Regions from separate parts of the Ovis aries genome. Here region 2 is linked to region 1. A link is a contact called in public Hi-C data. All regions are on one chromosome and are shown on one strand. The core of a region is the stretch at or near the end of the contact, and the rest is flanking DNA. Distances in the headings are between cores, read along the strand shown.

What was found. A called contact is a pair of places that touch in the nucleus more often than the background predicts.
Region 2: a contact with region 1 is called in a Hi-C map of liver, with 4 times the contacts expected there. The contact joins two enhancer-like sites. A contact is called at or near these places in 5 of 16 Hi-C or Micro-C datasets (liver, mixed tissues, omental adipose tissue and 2 more).

Annotation. Positions count from the first base shown.
Region 1 is chr6:58,132,759-58,139,171 of ARS-UI_Ramb_v3.0, forward strand. It overlaps TBC1D1 (TBC1 domain family member 1), which reads left to right. Exons shown (of 20, transcript XM_060417587.1): 18 at 441-610. Among named protein-coding and RNA genes, the nearest start is that of TBC1D1, 220 kb to the left of the region's middle. Within about 2 kb of position 3,278, at least 13 of the 54 cell types and tissues checked have an H3K27ac peak or open chromatin away from gene starts, as enhancers often do. A contact at or near this core is called in liver, where this site is marked.
Region 2 is chr6:58,180,834-58,187,246 of ARS-UI_Ramb_v3.0, forward strand. No RefSeq gene overlaps it. Among named protein-coding and RNA genes, the nearest start is that of TBC1D1, 270 kb to the left of the region's middle. Within about 2 kb of position 2,393, at least 30 of the 54 cell types and tissues checked have an H3K27ac peak or open chromatin away from gene starts, as enhancers often do. A contact at or near this core is called in liver, where this site is marked.

The sequences.
Region 1 (6,413 bases), core at 2,028-4,527:
AACTCCTTATTTCAAAGCAGAGGAAATGGGCATTTTTTTCACTTGCAGCATCAGTAATTAGGGTAGAGTATACAAATCTTTGTTTTACCCATGAAAACATGTGTTTTAATAATAACTCCTTTGAAATCCAGAGAATTTCTGGAAAAACAGACTAATTAAAAATTTCTTTTTCACAGTTCAACTTTTGAAGCATGTTTGAATTTAGTATATTTTTTGGAGTGAAAAAAAGATCTGAATTTGTGACAAAATTTTAGCAATATGTTTGCATACATTGTTTTCTTAGTATTATCTTGACAACCCTATCTGAAATATCAGGATCTTCTAATTTAGGGTTGTGTTTCCCACTGTCCTGCTTTTCAGTGTGTGAGAAAGGGGACAGTGTGTCATTTTATCAGCGACTGAGTCCGTATTAACTTCTGGCTTTTCTGTGTTTTTCCCAGATATGATCTTTCTTCAGGGATCAGAGGTCATATTTAAAGTGGCTCTAAGTCTGCTGGGAAGCCATAAGCCCTTGATTCTGCAGCATGAAAACCTAGAAACCATAGTTGACTTTATAAAAAGCACACTACCCAACCTGGGCTTGGTGCAGATGGAGAAGACTATCAGTCAGGTATGGTTCAGTCTGGACCCTCCAGAAGCTCCGTAATCCTGGATGTGCAGAAGCTGAATTTCTTCCTTCCTTCCTTTTCTTTCTCTTTCTCTGCCCCCCTCCCTCCCTCTGTTTCCTACCTCTCAGGACCTACCAAGTCCTGAGTAGCTTGTAGGAGGCACAGCTCAAGGCCTTGCTCCATGACTAAGTGTGTGTCTGAGTGTGCATGTGTTATGAGTGTGACACCGAGCACAGTTTCTTACAGTTTGTAAGAATTGTAACTGTAATTTCTTACAGTTAAGAGGCTTCACCCCTCATCGTTTGTTCTTCCAAGATTCATAGCTTTTATTCTTTGTAGGCTTTTGTAAAATGAGTGCTTTGATTTTTGTGCTGAATGGCATTAATTGGAATCTTCTAAAATATCTTGCTATGAAGTTGTGATAAGGAGTGTATATTCTGTAAGTTTGTTTCATGGTGTGTGTGTTTGTGAACAGTATTCAGTTCCACATCTGTGGTCCCATACCTCTGGTTTCTGTGTGCAGTAGAATTGCATGTATGCATGTATCACTCTCTGAAATGTTAAGAGGTTGAGAATGAAGTGACTTGGGAACTGCAGCTTGACCAGTTGTTAAATGGTCTGGGGTAAGAGTGGGAGCAGATTTTGACTCTGTGTCAGGAAGACTCTTCCAGTAATGATTGCTGACCATACAGGACTGAACTGCCTTGCAGAAGGTGAGGTCACCCTTGAGAGTGTCCTGAGGCCAGATGGCTGAGTGCTGCGGAAGGGATCTCAGCACTGGGCCACTGCAGACTCAGCGGCCGGGCCTCTCATAAGCCCAACACTTACAGCAATTATGTTAAAACCAATAGTGAAATAAAGATATGTTTTTAAAAAGTCTGAGAATTCCTGCTCATCTGAGAGTGGTGGGCTGCACGCACAAACGCAGCAGTTTGTGGTTCCATTTGCTGCTCCTCCTTTGGTGCCGAACCCAGAAAAGGAGGCACGTCCAGCCTGAGAGAGAGGGTTTTGCCCCGGTGCCGCTTTGGGTCTCTGCACATTTCATTTACTTATGTGAAGGAGCAGTGCTTTTCAACTCTGCACTTTCTTTTTTACTTCCCTGGCGCCTTCCTCTCAGTGTGAATCGCTCTGACTTATTGACGCCCTACTTTTTGCCAGGTTCTGAGCAACTCTGCATATACACACCTGAGCTTATTCAGTCATGACCTCCTGAGAAGACAGCTGGTTTTAACTCATGAGAAACCTAGGGTTCAGAGTGGTTAATTAGCTGGCCCACAGTCACATGGCCAAGAAGTGGAAAGGTGTTGTTTCAGACTGAGGCTCTCTCATGGCAAATGCTTTAGCAACTACTCAGCTCCACCAAGTGCCTCCAGGTATCATTTAATCAGAGTTTTCCAGTATTGTCCGTTAAGACAGAATCCTCCACCCTGTGATACTTTCCTTTCTGACCTTGCTGAGCATTTACTGTCTTTCAGAGCATTCATTGTGCATCCTTCTGTGTTTTGGCTGCTGGGGCGAACCCAAGAGCCTTGGTTCCCTAAACCCAAGTCTGTGCCGGTGACCACCTTGACCTGCTGCCTGGGCTCAAAGGCGGGCAGCCTTGCTGATGTTATTACCTTCTGGATATTGAGCCCCAGGAAAAAAAAAAAATCCCGTTTTCCTCCCCTCTTCTCTAAAGGATACTCACTAGGATGTGAGGATGTTCTTTAAATGTTGGAAGAATAGAAATGGTCACAGCGTGGAGAGAGGACAGTTGTGTGTGTGTGTGTGTACCTGAGTTATTTTAGGTACATGTTTTGAATTTGGTAATCTTTTAGTCCCTCGGCTCCCTAACAACTCTTGGGCACAGTGTATGGCTTCATAATCTTCATTTTCATTGCTGGGACACTGGGCACAGAGGGAGTAAATGCCCAGCACCCTGTATAGGGTGGCAGAACCAAGAGTGTAATAGACTCTGGGACACCAGGGCCCATCCTATGCAGAAAAGGAGTGTGTAACACAGTGATGATTGCAAGTGTGGTGGGAGTTCCAGGAGTGTGTGTGCAAGGGCTGCAGGAGCAGGCTGTGCAAGGAGTGAGCAGTGAGCAGGCCTGGCAGGGAGCTGAGGGAATTGGGTTCAGCCAGGCCTCTTCTAGGAGGAGGCAATGGCACTCCACTCCAGTACTCTTGCCTGGAAAATCCCATGGACAGAGGAGCATGGCAGGCTGCAGTCCACGGGGTCACAAAGCTTTATTGCACAGGGCCAGGGAGAAAGTGTTTCAGGCTTTGTGAGCCATAAGGTCATGTGAGGTAAGCTCAGTCTCTGGAGCCTGAAAGTGGCCAGAGCCAGTGTGCGTGTGGAGTGAAGTGACTGTGCTGCAATAAAGCTGTTTGCAGAGCATGCGGTGGGACAGCCCTGGCGCATGGGCTGCAGTCAACTGTCCCGCAGTTACAGCACGTGCAAAGCCACAGGGGTAAGAGACCTTCTAGGCACGGCTTCAGCTTTCTTGAGGGGAGGTGGGGGGTTGGATGTGGCATGTAGGGACACAGCACCTGCTTCTGAGGTCCAGGTTTTCAGCCTGTCACAGGTCTCGCTGGGAAACCAGATTCACGGTACCAGGCAGCTCTCGGCCCTTCTCCCCTCCCACACGGTCCATCTGGAACTTGACCTCTGTGGGCTGTCCAGCTTTCTGTTTTCTTGATGCCCCTCCCCTTCCTGCAGAGGGTGCTCTAGTCTCAAGTTCAGCTTAGAGGTACAACTTGGGAGAGCCTGCAGGGTGGAAATGATACTGTGTTCCTTGCACGTGGATGAGTTAATTGTTCTGTGTGTGAAAGGATGGAGCCGGGTGCACCCCTGAGATAGACAAGCTGCGTTTCACTAAATGCCTTCTCTGTGGAAACCTCTACTTGAGCCTCTGGGACACAGTCTGCATCCAGGGTGGGCAGAGTCACCAAGGACAGGGCCCTGCAGCTCCCGCTCAACACAGACAGGCTCGGAGCCGCCGCCGAGAGGCCAGCCCAGAGCTGACAGGGTCCCAGGCAAAGGGCTCTGGGGCAGCTGCTCAGTGTGACTTAAAGTTGTCAGTTGAATGTAAGCCTTAACAACCCGCTCTCAGGAAGGCGGAAGCCCTGGGAATAAACAGAAAGGAAGGGAAGGGACGTCAGGGCTGTCTCATCACAGGGCGTGCCCTGCAGCCTCAGGTCAGTGCAAGGAAGATTGCAGGGGAGCGGGGTTGGGAGGATGGAGCACATAGCCCACATTCAGCATCCTGCAGGCCCTGCCTCACGTGGGCTCCTGACCAGTACCACTGTCCTACTGCGTAGAACTTAACACAGAATCCAGTCCCGCCCCCCAGACCTGCTGAGTCAGAATCTGCCTTTCAGCAAGATCCCTGGGGTAGCCACACACACCTTGGAAAGGCTGCAGTGGGTGACTCCATCGTAAACACGCCAGACAGGTCTCGGTTCTGCTTGAGCTGGTAGGAGAGAAACCGGCATCTCACCAAAGCTCCCTTGTTCAGAAGATGCTCTTCAGAATCACAGTGGTGAGGCTGCCCCTTCTGCCTTGGGAGGAGTCCTCACGGCTCAGGCAGGTTGTGCCATTGAAAGCTTGTCAAAAGGCCAATCGCTGCCATACCAAGAGGGTAGGGATATGGCAGGGAGGCGTCCTTTACCCCTGGCATTGTTGAGAATTGCTTGCATTGCGGTGATAATAAAAAGCAGACCAACTTTCAGTTGGGTTTATTACTATTTTTAAATTCCCCACAGACACTGAACCCCTTTGATACCTGGGCAGATGCTCCACCATTGAGACTTCCCCCCACCCACCCCAGCTGGGGGGTAGGGGGTGGGGTGGGTGGAAAGTATGTGACTAGTTCTGTTCCCATCAAGGTTGATGGCTTCATTGTAATGTCCACAGACAGCAGAGAGAAAAAGACACTGAGTCTCCAATAGCAGATGAGCCGAGAATGGAAAGGAATTCACTAAAGGAGACTCATAGAGCAGACTAATAATAGCTGGGGAAGTATGTAGCTTTGTGCATAATTTAAATGTAAATAACGTATAGTTTTTTAGCTTCCTAGATTAACAGAATGAAACATTTTAATGCCAGTACCCAATTCCAAGGCTGTACTGTGTCTGGCACATTCTTAATGTTGCTAGTGGCATTGTATGTTGATTATTCCCATTTGGGAAGCAATTTGGCAGTGTGTATCATGAGCCAGTAAAATATTCCTATCCTTTGATTCAGTAATCCCATTTCTTGGAATGTATGCTTGGGAAATAAGCCAAAATAGGGGAAAAGCAGTACATACAAAGATGTTTAGAATTGTCATTTATAACAGAAACTTGCAAGTAACTAGAGAGCCAACATTCGATGACTGGATTAACATGATTATTGATGCATCAACTTGATAGAATACCACGAAGCCATTTATAATTACGGTTTTGAAGAATATACAGCAGTGTGAAAAAACATCCTTGGAGGACCAGGGTTCTGTCACTGCCAGCTGCATGCTGCCGCAGTCGGGGACACATTTCTGGGCATGACTGCAAGGCTGTGTGTGTTTTGGCACCAGGAGGTGGTGATGCAATTAAGCAGAGATGCCTGTGACCTGGGATGGTTCCTCGGGATTAACGGGGCCCTGCAAGAGCACTCCGCCCTGTGCACAGCCGAAAGCCCTTGACCTCAGCCCCTCTGCATCAAAGGCCCAAGGTTTCATCCCCGGGTGTTCCAGGTTAGGAGCTCACTTAAAAACCTGGGTGAAAGAAGAGACGTGTGTGTGCGTGTGCCGTTTTTCCCGAACTGTATTTGTGATTGCACATGAGTGTCTTGGTTTGCGTGTGTGCGGCCTTTGTGCTGAGCTGGTCAGAAGCTCCACAGTGCGGCAGCCTGCCATTCGTTGCAGCACAAGCTTGGGTGCGAGGGGTCTCGTGACAAGTGTGGGAAGCGGATCCCTTAGCTCAGCTTGCCAGGTGTGTGTCTCATGATTCCCACAGATGCTGGGAGGTAGGGGTTATCACCCCCAGGGGGGAGGCCAGGAACTGAGGCCAGGAAAGGTCAGCTAACTTGTTCACGGTCATTCAGGGAGTTGCCAGCCAAGCTCCCATTAGAGGGCTGCCTGAAAGCTCCTGGGTCAGTTTTCTTGACTGTGGAATAGAGATGATAATCCCTGCTGAGCTCAGGGTCACTCTGAGGGACAGGAGAGAATCAGATCAATACAGTCAACTACACATGTGCACACCACACATGTCACAGATCGGATGTGTAGCTTTTTTGTCCTGGAGTGACTGTGCCTAATTAGTATTAGCCACTGAATGAAAGCCAGGAAGCTGAAAAGTTTTTCTCAAGGAAGAGAAAATTTCTGGGAATGGTGAAAAAGTAAACATGGAGTTTTAAAATTGATTTCAGGAAAGATAGGGCTCATTCATGTTTAAATGCTAAGAGGATACCATCAAGGGAAATGAGTTTTTCATTGATTTTAACTGTGTTAGAGTTTCTTTCTGGAGGAAATGCTGTGAAGAGGCAGTTTCTGCTCTTGAAAATACTAATTTCATTCTCTAAACGTGTTCTGATCGTGCTGGCTTTTCTTACGTGGTGACTGAATTCTCAGAGGTATGCCGGGTTTTCACGCCTGGGGCAGCAGCGGCCTCTGCCTTCGGATCCCTTCCCTCTTCGGCCCTGCCTCGGTCCAGCTCACTCACCAAGAGAAAGTACAAACATGAACAGCTCGCTCACTCGTGCACTTTGGGGTTGTTTTTCACACGAGTGGTTTTTTTCATGACTGTTACTATTATGAGAAGAAAGGCAAGTCAGGCATTGTTTCG
Region 2 (6,413 bases), core at 1,143-3,642, 47 kb after region 1:
GCCCTGTGTGTGGGCGGGGGCGATCACCACCAGAAGGAATAAAAACACAAGGAGAAGCCAGCCCCGTTCAGCGGACCACGGGAAGGTCTGCTCTGTTGTTTGAAGCTTTTCTCTAGTCTGTGGCAAGCCTGCAGATTCAGTAACGACCACAGCTGTGCTTGGGCCCAGGCTTTTCCTGGGAGGCCTGTCCGCCTTCAGAGCAGGAGCAGAAGCAGCTGGTGTGGCCGCCCTCCTCCCAGCTCTCTCTCCAGTTTCTGAACAGTGTCGGGATCAGCCGTGCTTGGGATGCTCATCCGTCCAGAGATTTTATCAGACTTCTGATGAATCTAATTCCGGTGAAAGGGAGCAGAGGAAAACGAGCTGTTTAGGTTCATGGACAATGTATTTCTGGGCAAGAAATGTGACTCTGTCCCCTTCTGTTGAAGTAAGTTTGAAAGTGTCAAATAGTTTTTTCATTTAGGTCTTCACTATGGGAAGGCAGAGAACCACGGAGAAGATTCGGGTTTTCCAGACCCTGTAAAGGGGACAGCTGGCCACTGCAGGGATCGCTTCCTCATCTCTGAATTCCCCTGGTTAGTTGTCTTCCTACTTCATGCTCTGAACCAGGAGCAGCAAAAGGAAGGAAAAGCAGGGCAAGTGGCTGGCTCTAGAGTGACTGCTAAGGGCTCTGACCTCAGTGCACAGCTGGGGTGTGGGGGTGGGGTGGCCTGCAGCTGGTCTTGGTGGGGCTCCTGGGGGAGCCCCTGCTCGGCTAAGGCCCACTGACCTTCTAGTGTCTATGGGAGTCTCACTTTCCTCATCCAGCACAAGAAGGCTTGGGCGAGGGCATGTGTTGTTCATTCATTCACAGATCTATTTATTTATTCATCCATCTAACTTTTTTTTTTTTTTTTAACACACTGACTCTGCCAAGAACTGGGGGTATGGAAACAAACAAGACTGGATTCCTGCCCTCTGGGACTCACAACCTTGTGGGCAAGGTAGATCAATATGCAAATCAATCTAGAAAAGTCATCTGCAGGTTAACGGGAATGTGTAAGAGCCTAGCCCTGCCTGAGAATGAGGAGAAAGTTGATCTTGAAGGATGGGTTAAGGATGCCAGGAGGGTGGAAGAGTCTGGAGCTTGCAAAAGAGCTTTGCCTGAGAACAATGGCAAGGTTGAGAGGTTTTCAGAGCAGGGAGTGAAAACTAAAGAGGGCAACGTGGACTATCCAGTTCTCAGCATGCAGCTGAGATTCCAGTTTCTCAAGAAAGGAATTTTTCCTTTCTCCAAACTCTGAGAACCCTTGAATCTTTGTATCAGGGTCTCCCAACACTGTTTATAGACCACAGATCAGGTGATTGACATTCATTTTACCAGGGCAGATGTGGGAAGACATTTCTTGTTGCTTTTTCCTGCATAGACTCTTTGATGAAGGCTGTTGTGAGTCTTATCCTTTATGGGGTCAAGCCTCCTTGGAGAATGAAGGAGGGTGATAAGCCATCTCCCCAGAAAATGCATAGTTTTCCACAAAATTTCAAGTGTTTTGAGAACCATCCCCCATTCGAAACCCTCCCACACACTACAGATAAAGAACTGCCCGCAACCCCACCTGACCTCAGACTGTGGATCTGGGGATTGGAAAAGCCTAGTGTGGACACAGAGCTGCACGGGGACTGGCCCTGATGTGGGCGTTCAGCTTAGAGACTCTTTGAGTGTAGTTCACCTACAGACAGAGCTCGGAAAGGAAACTGAATCCTTTTGCAGAAGGCTTCAGCAGGGCCGATACTAGCATGAGGCAAATGAAACCTTTGCAGTGGGTGTAAATCATAAAGGAGAGGGTGCCAAACAATTCAGTAACGAGATATGTAATATTTTAATGCACTTTAAAAAGTCAAAATAGATGCAAAAATCCATGATGAATACAGTTTCACAATTTTCCGCAAAGATGGGATGTACTGTACTTGCATGGCCCTGCCCCTCTTGCCCCACCCTCATCCCAGCCCCTATTTGGAAACAAGAACTGCACAGCCTTAAAGTCCCAAACTTGTATTTGAATAAGACCTTGAGTGTCAGTATCTGGGCTTCCCTGGTAGCTCAGTGGTAAAAAAACCTGCCTGCCAACTGCAGGAAACACGGGTTCAGTCCTTGGGTGGGGAAGAATCTCCTGGAGAAGGGAATGGCGACCCACTCCCGTGTTCTTGCCTGAGAAATCCCATGGACAGAGGAGCCTGGCGGGGTCACAAAAGAGTCAGATACCACTGAACAACTAAACACTGAGTGTCAGTAAGTTGATGCCTGGACGCTGCTGAGGTGTTTCTGTGAACACTGATTGATTCCTTGGCCAGGCTTAAGCCTCTCCGCCTGCCGGCCCACGTTGGCCCAAGGAACATGTGTTGGCAGTGACTCAGACATTCCAGCAGGTGGCACTCTTGCTCCAACCAGGTCCCCTGAAAAGGGGCGTCTTAGCCAAACTAAAGGGATTCAAGCTAGTTGCTTTTTGCCAGTTGTTTTTTGAAGGGCCAGGAAGAATCCCGAGCAGGTATTGTGGGGGTAAAGGGAGGTGCTCTATAAAGAGGATTGGAGGAAGAATCTGGAGAGCCAGAGCAAGGTAGAGCCTTATAACAGGCTGTGCTTCTCTTTAGCAAGCGAGGAAAATGAGAATTTCAAACCTCTTTCTGTTCTCAGATGCAGTATTGACACACGTGGCACGGGAGAGCAGAACAGGACGAATGGTTTTCTGTGAAGCATGGCCGGGTGGCAAGAGCTCCCTACTTACCTGCAGTGTTGCTCCACTTGCCAGCTGTGACCTTGGACACTGCAAGCCTGAGATGGTTCATCTTTAAAGGGGGATTACTGCAGCTGCCCTGATGGAGGGTTGTTGGAGGCTTGCTGGAGGATTAAAGAAACTGATGACCAAAAGGCTACTAGTACCAAGTGCGTGTTCAGTCAACTCGCTGCTGCGATGGACTTGTAGGCGAAGGCTAAGCAGCGAGGTTTTGTGGCCTTCCTTGTCTGTCACATTAATTTAAAAGATGACCTCAGAGTGACCCAGAGACATAACTTGATAAGGAACCATGGCTTGAGCAGAAGCAGCCAGAAGAATTTCCCACCTGGATCGAGTTTCACAGGTGTGATTTTTGAACCAGGAAATCAAACTGGGTTCTCTGGCAGTACTGTCTCACCCTCAAGACCTGGGAAACGTCTGACCACCAGGTGACAGGTCCCACTTAAGCTGTGCATTGTTGCAGAAAGTATCCATTTACACATAGGTATATCAGAGCCTTCCCATGAAACCACTGTGTCTCCCTGCAGTTCTGAAATCCTGACCTCTCAAAGATGCCCCCAGATGAACTGTTCTCCACTAAGAATGAAATAAATCAGTGATGGTTCCTTCTTATTGAAGCTTACTTCATGGCAGTTACTTTAATAAGTACTTTACATGCATTCATTCATTTATGCCTGGAAACCAACCAGAGAGGTAATCAAACCAATTTTACAGACATGTAAATTTAGGTTTGGGGCTTCCCAGGTGACACAGTGGTAAAGAATCCCCCTGCCAATGTAGGAGATGCAAGAGACTCGGGTTTGATCCCTGGGTCAGGAAGATGCCCTGGAATAGGATATGGCAACCCCCTCCAGTGTTTCTTGCCTGGAAAATTTCATGGATAGAGATCCTGGTGGGCTACAGTCTATGGGGTCGCAAAGAGTTATACATGACTGAACACACACACACACACAAATTTAGATTTAGGGAAACTCAGTACTCTTGCCTGGAAAATCCTGTGGACGGAGGAGCCTGGTGGGCTGCAGTCGGACACGACTGAGCGACTTCACTTTCACTTTTCACTTTCATGTATTGGAGAAGGCAATGGCAACCCACTCCAGTGTTCTTGCCTGGAGAATCCCAGGGACGGCGGAGCCTGGTGGGCTGCTGTCTATGGGGTCGCATGGAGTCAGACACGACTGAAGTGACTTAGCAGCAGCAGCAGTACTGGGTCAGGCTTCCCTGGTGGCTCAGATGGTGAAGAATCTGCCTGCAATGCGGGAGACCTGGGTTCAATCCCCGGGTTGGGAACATACCTTGGAGGAGGATATGGCAACCCATTCCAGTATTCTTCTCTGGAGAATCCCTGACAGAGGATACTGGCAGGCTGCAGTCCATGGGGTTGCAAAGAGTCAAACACGACTGAGCAACTCAGCACAGCACAATACTGGCTCCTTCAGCCAGGAATTGGTATAAACTTAGGTCTGACTTCCAAATCTATCTATGTATCTATCAATCTATCCATCAATGTATCTATCATCCATTTATTTGATACATTAAATACTAACTATTCTGATCTATTAATTAAAGCAAGTTCCTCTGAGGCACTGAGGGCCTAGGGAAACGTTTGTTGGTCTCGATTTGAGGCTTCTTTCTTGAACATATAGAGATAGTCATAGCTGTATCTTTGCAGATACATATATACATAACACATACAGGTGACTTTCTAAGGAGCATGTTCTTACTCAGAGGCCCCGTAGCCCAGATGACAGTGCACTCTGGTGTCAGCTACTCTTCAGAGAGTCCCTGGAGAGAGAGTTTTGTGCCATATCCTCTTGTGTGGGAGGACAACCAGACAGAGTCAGTCTCTGCTCCACCCCAAGCTTCCTTCGAAGGCACGGGCAAAGCTCTTTGGATTGAATGGTCTCATTTTTCAAAGGGAAACTGCCGGATAGGAGAGGAAGTGTCAGAACAACAAGATCACTTTGACCTGGAAGAAGGAGCAGGAAAGTGAATGCCGTCTTCCCAGAGGAGAAACATCACCGGCCATCATAAGGGGATCTGGCTTCCCAGTTCCTAACTGGAGAAGACGGCTCCCTGTCAAAGTGGGGGCATGGGGGGTAGGGAGTGCAGAGGTCTCTGTAAATACAGCTCTTGGAGTCCGTTTCGGAGCTGGTGTGGACAAGTGAGAATTACCACCTATAGCATGCTTTTTCTCCTCACAAAATGCAGTTTGTTTACTCTATGTTTATATTATAGCTCAATTCAGATTAATTTTCTCTGTTATGGGGGTCCCTAGAGAATCTACTTTATTAGATTAAGTGGATTTTAATTAGTCAATTGGAAAACAAGTTCTTCTCTAGGACTTAAAAACTGTTGTCAAACTATCTCAATGAGAAAGTGGTTGGCTTTATTTAGTCACTTAAAAAGACAGCCACTTCCTGTTTATATTACTGACATTAATTCCATCTTAAAAGTCGATGAGGTTTAGGAATTAGGAGAGAGGAAAAAAATAGTGTACTTTTCTTTGCCACGCATAAATCTTTTTGTTAAAAGTCAAAATAGTATAATCAAATGTGGAATTGTGACGATTTGTTAGGAAATAGATGTACTGAAAGACATCTTGTGTTCTTGAACTGGCGCATGGAGATGTAGAAAGGCCTGGAGGGACCAAGTGTCTCACTTCTTCATCCTCAGGCTTTAGCACAGCATCTGCAAGTGGTCCACATTCAACTCATGTGTACCCGTTGGAGCTAAAGTCCAGCACATAGAGCTTCCTTTATTTGATTCTCTCAAATGGGAAAGGGCTAGACTTCTGCCTCTTTCATTCTCTGTCAGCACTTGCTCCCTCCTCGGAAGGCAAGCACAGGAGCCTCTGCTCAGGTCTACCTCCAGAGGAGACAGGGCCCGGGGAACAGACCACTGGGCTCATTCTGTATCTGTTTTCATATTGACAGGGGAGAAGGACCAGACCCTCAGCTAAGCTGCAGGGCAGACAGCGTGGAGTGGAGGCCCTTTTATTGAGCACCTACCTCAGTGTACCAGGGGTTTTATTTATTGTCTCTTAACAGCAGAACGGGCTCCCTCTGTGGTTCAGTGGTAAAGAACCCACCTGCAGTGTGGGAGACATAAGAGATGCCGGTTCAGTTCCTGGGTTGGGAAGATCCCCTGGAGAAGGGCATGGCAACACATTCCAGTATTCTTGCCTGGAGAACCCCATGGACAGAGGAGTCTGGCGGGCTACAGTCCATAGGATTGCAAAGAGTCGGACACGACTGAGACAACTTAACAAGCAAGCAAGGAGCATAACAGGACCTTGTTTTACTTATCATTCTCCTGACGCAGTATATCACAAGCTCTATTTATCTAATTTATTCTTCCTTTGGGTCCTCACAAGGAAACCATGAAGCTGCTATCATCACTCATTTGATCTCCATTCTAAGAAGAAGCAGCCAAGTCTTGCAGAGTCAAGTAACCTGCAGCAGGGAAGGATTCGGACTGGAATCCGAGACGTTATTATGGAAGCTCTTTACACAAGGCCTCTCTCAGCAGCAGAGACCCAGCAGCCAGTGGAGGAGCAGGGCCCAGCCTAGAACGGTACCCGGTGTTTGCGTATCCAAACAGGGGCACATCTAGGGAACTGGAGTGTGATAGTTGATACAGCAA